Linked DNA regions of Callithrix jacchus: region 1 is linked to region 2. Evidence: chromatin contacts called from public Hi-C data. All regions are on one chromosome and are shown on one strand. The core of a region is the stretch at or near the end of the contact, and the rest is flanking DNA. Distances in the headings are between cores, read along the strand shown.

What was found. Hi-C and Micro-C count contacts between places; a contact is called where the count stands out from the background.
Region 1: a contact with region 2 is called in a Hi-C map of skeletal muscle, with 4 times the contacts expected there. The contact joins the promoter of ZNF326 here to the enhancer-like site in region 2. A contact is called at or near these places in 3 of 3 Hi-C or Micro-C datasets (induced pluripotent stem cells and skeletal muscle).

Annotation. Positions count from the first base shown.
Region 1 is chr7:127,395,347-127,398,788 of calJac240_pri, forward strand. It overlaps ZNF326 (zinc finger protein 326), which reads left to right and starts at 1,377. Exons shown (of 11, transcript XM_078332399.1): 1 at 1,377-1,485; 2 at 1,611-1,738.
Region 2 is chr7:127,233,722-127,237,547 of calJac240_pri, forward strand. No RefSeq gene overlaps it. Among named protein-coding and RNA genes, the nearest start is that of LRRC8D, 19 kb to the right of the region's middle. Within about 2 kb of position 2,195, at least 3 of the 16 cell types and tissues checked have an H3K27ac peak or open chromatin away from gene starts, as enhancers often do.

The sequences.
Region 1 (3,442 bases), core at 127-2,626, 160 kb after region 2:
TGCTCAAATTTCCAGTTGAAAGGATGGTTAAGATTAAATTACTCTTCAAATTCCGTTTTCCTTTCAAAGTTGTTTTTCCTTGAAGACGTCTCTTTGTCAAGGTCAAGTGAAGTCACGATTGAAGGAAAGAACAGAAGGAATTTGGAATGCTTTTCTATTAACTTCTGAACCACACTGACCTATTCCTTGACAATACCCAATAGGGCTTAGGGTCTTTCGGATAAGTCATTTTGGAGAAGTGTTTTCTTCTTTTGCTGTTAGGTTGACATGGCAAAAGAAATCATATGATTTGTGTTAACCTTTGTTCTAGTATTTTATTGCTCAGAGCAAGGTTGTAGAAACCATGAGAATTTTGCCTAAATGATACACATTGCATTTTCACCACCCAATACTGCACCTGGTAGATATTTAGTAGGCATTCGTTGAATTATAAATTCCCAAAATCTGCTAGAAACCTTAGATTTTTTTCCTTTCATCTTGCAGATTGTGAGATGGAAGAAGAGGAGGAGTTGAAAGCTTTTAGCTCCTAGGCAAAAAGGCACATGTTGCTTAGAAATCAATTTCCTCTGAAATTGAAGACATCAGTTTTTAAAGGACACTTTGTAGAGCAAGGCACTGAATCTGAAACCACCTTTGCAGAGATTATGACAGCAAGACAAGTCTGGCGTGGCTGCCTCCATCTCACTTCTAGCCTCACAGCCTGACTGTCATTCCTCATCGCTGGGCGTAGGTTAAGCTAACCATGGGAGAAATTTAGTTTACCTTTTTTTTTTTTTTTTTTTTAATTAAAATGGGGATGAGGTCTTGCTATTTTGACCAGGCTGGTCTCAAATTCCTGGTCTCAAGCGATACTCCCATCTCGGCCTCCCAAAGTGCTGGAATTACGGTATGAGCCACCACTCCCAGCCTATAGTTTAACTTTAAAGGAAAGATGATAATAGTCCCTCCCTAAAAGTAATCCCCTCCTTGTTAAGGGACTGAAACCACCATTGTAAGACTAATGAGAGGTCCCAAGAATAAGGACCTGAATTCTGCTAAACTACAGGCATTTTTTTCTCTAATCCCTTACTGCTCAGGAGTCATGTGGTCAGAGGTACAAGATTTGTGACTTCCCCAGTTGCTCCTGTAGGTAACATCACTATTGTAGAACCTAAAATTGTTCTTTTGCATTTTTTTTTCAGATTTTTGATTCTGGCAACTGATTGACCCACCCAGATCAGAGGGTCAGGATTTACCCAGTCCTATAGCCCCACCCAGAGGCTGACCCAGTGCACAGCATTGTTTTCCACACCCCTGTGATTTCATTCTAACCAATCAGCAGCACTCCTCCCTGCCCACCAAATTATCCATAAAAACCCAAGCCTCTGAGTTGCTGGGGAGACTGATTTGAGTAATAATTCCAGTTCTGCTTAGTTGGTCTTGTGTTAATTAAACTCTTTAGTGCAATAATACCATCTCAGTGAACTGAATTTACCTGTGCAGTGGGTAAGGACCTGTCAGGCAATTACAAATCCATAAACACTGCCTTCATAATTATCTTGCTAATTCTATATGCAAACTTCTTTTAAAATTTTTAAAATTATTTAGTGTTTGTTTTTATTTTATTTTAGAGAAAGACAGGATCTTGTTCTGTCACCCAGGCTGGAGTACAGTGGCATGATCATAGCTCACTGTAACCTTGAACTCCTGGACTGAAGCGATCCTCCTGCCTCAGCCTCCTGAGTAGCTGAGACTACAGGTGTGTGCCACCACATCTAGGTAATTTCTTTCTGTCTATCTTTTTTGGAAAGAAGAGGGTCTTACTATGTTGCATAGGCTGGTTTTAAACTCCTGGCCTCAAGCAATCCTCTGATCTAAGGTTCCCAAAGTGCTGAGTTTACAGGCACTTGAGCCACTCCACTCCGGTTATATAAAAACTTTCAAGTTTCTATTTAGTTTGCTTGGCAGGATAAGGGAGATTCTCCCCACCCCCACTCCATCTAGGGAGAGTTTTTAGGATAAAAAAACTCTATAGTAGAAAGTAAACAAATATTCTCAACTAATGAGAGACCTTTGTACTGAAAAGGGTCCAGGAAGACAACAAAATCTCCTTTACCACAATAATAATATAATAGGGTTAGGTGAAGAACATATTGACATCCTGGGGAAAAAAGCCCAACCCTGGGGCTGGAGTACAGGCTTGTAATCCCAGCTACTCAGGAGGCTGAGGCAGGGGAATCACTTGAGCCCAGGAGTTGGAGGCCAATCTAGGCAACATAGTGAGATTTTGGCTCCAAAAACAAACAAAAGTCTGAAAAATGCTTTGCTCCTGTGCTACTGGCCCCCATTGTCTTTGGAAGATGAGCAATACTGATTATGGGGAAATGTTTTTCCTTAGTTATTTCCAAACCAAATTGCCCCCCTCCCCATTAGCTCTCATGCCCAAGGGGAAAAAGCATTTCAAGAAGTTCCACTACAGGACTGGCCACATTCTTCCTACTCTAGAGCAAGGGGAAGGATGAACCAAAGAAATCTGCCTTTCAGAAGCCCAAGGCATTAATCTTTGCCCTTAATAAGAGACAGCAGCAACTGGGACCTCTTTCTCTTGTGGGAAATGGGACAGAATGGGACAGATTTCTGGGACAAAGGGATGGTATCATTAGAAAGGAATCGCAGAGGGAAGATCAAAGAGGAGGATAGCAGAAAGCTTGAGGAGACAGAGAGCAAGGTAACAGCCATTTGGGATATTTGTAAAGGTCTAAATTGTGAGTCCTTGTCCTGTCTGCTCACCTCCTTTCCTAATGTGGTAGTAGGGAGCAGGTTTCTCAGAGAGGCTTCTAACTGTTGGTCCTCCTCCTCTGAATGATTTTGCAATGCTTATCTACATTTTTTAGAAAAAAATTAAAGTGTCCAGAGGGTGTTTGAACTTGAGGAAATTGGTATGGATGTGTTTGAGAAATATCCTGATCACTTGGTGGTCACAGGCAGAGGTGGGTCCCAGAGGGATACAGGCCAGACTCTCCCCCATAACTAAGATAAAAAGTTTACTCCTGATGGGGCTAAAACACAATGGCCTAAAGTCTGAGGCTTTGACATGCTGAGTACTTTGAACTGAAGGAGATTGCAAGCGCCTCAGGAGAACATATTTCTGACCTTCTCCCACCCTCCTATCTCCAGACTCTCTTTCTCCCCTGAAGCAACTCATAAAACTAGAATACATCTTCCTTAAGATGGGTTGGAGAAATTCTAACTCCTCTCCCCTGAAGCAGGCCATGAAACCTAGAAATGTCACTCTCCGAAATTCTCTCCTCTTCCCTGAAGATCTTCATGAGACAAGTGTCTTGTCCTATATCCAGAGAAAGAAATGCTAGTTAGCGAGGCCAAGAAGAATCAGGACAGGCCTTGCTGCGTTCTTCTCAGCTGATTACCATTATTACAGCATGCCCTTATTGTCCGAACTCAT
Region 2 (3,826 bases), core at 945-3,444:
ATTCCTCGGGACTGGACACGATTAATTACCAAGATCTAAAGTGACTAGAGCACTCTTCATGAGCAGATAATCTATGGTGGCTGCTAGAGGAAACTGTCCCCTCAGGGTGGTTTACAGGGGCAATCATGAGGAAAAATAAGATTGTTTTATGACTGGGCTTTTCAAATTCTGCACTTTCTATTACACTATGAAAGAGGCACATGGTGCTATAAGTGCATATGACAGAGTTTGACTTGAATGGAGGAGGTAAGGGGAACACAGACAGGGCTTGGGGTAGTGGGGAATCTTGAAGAACTGCAGCAGCAGCAAAGGGGGTGTGAAGAGCAAATAAGGAGGAAGGGTAGGAATTGAGCTCAGAGTGGGCTTCTGAATTACTCTGTGGGAGATGGAATGGTTTGGGGTAACCTGCAGGTAGAGAGCTTATGAAGTGGTACGTGAGCTAAAGTGGGAAGAAGGTAAACTGGAGAGAGAGAACTAAGGAGGTGGGGGCGGGGGCCACTCATGAGAGGTGAACTCTAGCCAAGGTGATGGCAGGGCTCGAGACAGATAGGAGGGCTACGACCGTAGTCATCAATGAGCAGGGAGGAGCAGATTAGGAAGTCTGCATGAGCCACAAAGGAACAGGGCTTCGCAGACGTGAGCAAGAGTTGGAAAGATAGGAAATCCAGATGGCTCAGTGGAAGGGTTTGGGAAAGAGGAAGTGAGTGGGAAACCAGGAGGAGGAGAGGGAGCACCACCTTTTGTTGGGATGAGATCATAGGGTAGGGGTTACAACAGTAGGTCAACCAATGAATAGAGGAATGTGAGGAGAAACGATTGAGTCCCTTATGGTCTTCTACAGCCTTGCTGCTCAAAGTGTGCACTGAGGACTAGCAGTATCAGCATCACCTGAGAACTTGATGTCAGGCCCCACTGTAAACAAACAGGATCAGATTCTGCATAGGACAAGCCACCTAAGTGGTTCTATGCACATGGAGGTTTGACAGCTCTGCTCTAGAGTTTGATCAACAATCCATCTATGGCCTGGGAGGAGCACTGTGAGGTTACTATATGTAGCTGGATAGTCCTTATTTTTTAGTCCATAGGAGGCTGTTTTCTGGCCTCCTGGTGCAAGATGGCCACTTACAGGCTGCTGTGATGGTTTTTGGTTGTTGTTTGTTTGTTTGTTTTTCTTTCTTTCTTTTTTTTTTTTTTTTGAGACAAAGTCTTGCTCTGTCGCCCAGGCTGGAAAGCAGTGGCGCGATCTCGGCTCACTGCAACCTCCACCTCCCGAGTTCAAGTGATTCTCCCGCCTCAGCCTCCTGAGTAACTGGGACTACAGGCACACACCACCTCACCCAGCTGATTTTTGTATTTTTGGTAGAGACAGGGTTTCATCATGTTGGCCAGACTGGTCTTGAACTCCTGACCTCAGGTGATGTGACCGCATCAGCCTCCCACAGTGCTGGGATTACAGGCATGCACCATAGCTCCCAGCCCTGTTGTGATGGTTTTAGAGACTGATCTGTGGCTCACTCTGTGGACACTGTTTGGTGGGGATAGTATAACTGAGTGGAATTGAAGCCAGTTTCACATATGAACAAAGTAAATGATTGAAGAGAGTAGGCAAGGATGCCCCCAAGTATCTCCCCATCAGCTTGCTTGCGTAAGGCCTGACATCCCACACCTCCCACTCCTGCAGCCAGCTCCATTGTATTTACTGGATGTGCACCAAGCGCCAGGCAGGCACTCTTAAACATCCAATTCAATTTCCAGAGCCTTTGCATAAACCATCCTACATTTTAATTTTATTTTCATAACCACCTTTTGAGGTTGGTAGAAAAGTTAGAAGATACTTTCTCTATTGACAGTCCTGAAGGATTTACCCTAAATCAGAGTTGATCAGTGGCTGAGCTGGGATTTGAATCTAGATTCTCTGACTTCAGCTGATTTCTGCAGAAAAGGCAGGTTTGTTTATGAAGGGGCTTATTATTTATGTCATAGATACTAGAGTTTGGGGAGCCTTGACCTGTTACAAAGCGTTTTGTTTCCTAATTACATAAGCAAGAGGATGTGAAATGCAGAAAGAGGCCCTTTCAGTGACAATCTCCTTTCTGGTACTCTCTGACCCATCTCATGGGATGTTACAAACAAAGCAAGAAGTGTCATAGGAAGCAGAGAGGCCCTCTTCCATGGGCTTGCTTGGGACAATGCACAAAGAATCCCTGATCCACTTTGTGGAGAGGGGGCACTTAGGAAAGCTTGGACGTGGCTTTTCTGCTTCCTCACCTGGCGAAGCGGCGGCTTGGCAGCTGCATGGCTGTAAAACACCACTGTCTGGTCACTCTGATTCTAATTGAATGCACATCACACAAAATGTATTGCGGGCAGGAGTCTTAATTTATAAAAATAAGAGAAACGTGGGAGGAATGAGCCAGCTCTTTCCATCACTTCCCAAGTCTCTGCACCTGTTCTTCCATGTGATCCTCATTGTTCTCCTGAGGGACTCCTGTGTAGTCAGGGAGACTGGGCTAGGAAAAAAGTGGAGGGAGGCCCAGAGCTTCTTTTGTTAGTGTTTTTTGGCAACCTGAGCTCTCCTGGTTACACAGCTATAACATGAAAGTTGTTTTTCAAAAGCCAGGGGAAATAGCACTGAAGGGAAGTTGCCTCCATTGATCTGGAAAGTACTTCTCCCATCAGCCCTCTAAATGCTTTTGACAAACGGTGCCAGCTAGCTCCCATGGGGCATTTGCCTCAGTTGTTTACAGAAGTCTACCAGAGATGGAAGGGACGGCTGGGAAAGACTGAAATCTTCATTACTCAGCCCCAGCAGAACCTACCAGAGCCCGCAGTTTTTTGCTCTAGCAGTGGGCTCAGAGAGTCTCACTGGGCTTCTAGCTATGTTTTGCTTTTATTTTTAAAGGATATGATGTGATGTCCTCAACCAGAGTTGAGAACCCAGTGACAAGGAGTGGCTGTCCTGCCACTGGTCCTAACACTCAGTCTTTACAAGGCAGAGCACAGGGGCCTATGCTGGGTGAGCCAGTGCCAGCTCCGTGAGCACCGTGGTCCAGCAGGCAGAGAATTCCAAATCCAGAGAATCTAGATACTGGGAGCTTCATGTATAATCACCCTGTTTTTGTAGCACTGGCTTCTTAAATCAATTAGAATATTGAATTTCTGAGTTGGCTATTTAAGTACATCGCCAGAAAAACCGCTAAACCCACCATTACAGTCTGAGGCTTTCTGATGATTTTCCCATGAACATAACACATTTCTAGAATTAAGGATGTGAGATAAATGGCAGGTCTAAAAAGAATTCCAGGCCAGGCCCAGTGGCTCATGCCTGTAATCCCAGAGATCTCAGAGGCCAAGACAGGAGGATGGCTGGAGGCCAGGAGTATGAGACCAGCCTGGGAAACTCAGTAAGACCCAATCTCTACAAAAAATTTTCAAAACTACCCAGTTATAGTGATGCATACCTGTAGTCCCAGCTACTCAGGAGGCGGAAGCAAGAGGATCCCTTGAACCTAGGAACTTGGGGCTACAGTGAGCTACGATCTTGCCACTGCACTCTAGAGTCAGTGAAGCAGCAAGACCCTGTTTCTCAATAAATAAATAAATAAATACAATTTCATACAAGGTTCTAGGAATGAGGTTTTGATGAAATGAAAAATCATTTAACTTTTTTCCTTAGTGACTTTACCCATTAAGAGTTAGAATACAATTGATTAGAGAAAACGATAGCACCTGTATATCGATGCTTACTATGTGCCAAGCCCTGTTAAGCCCTTTCATATATTTCTTATTTAATCTCCACAACAATTTTGACTTTTCCTCCTGTTAA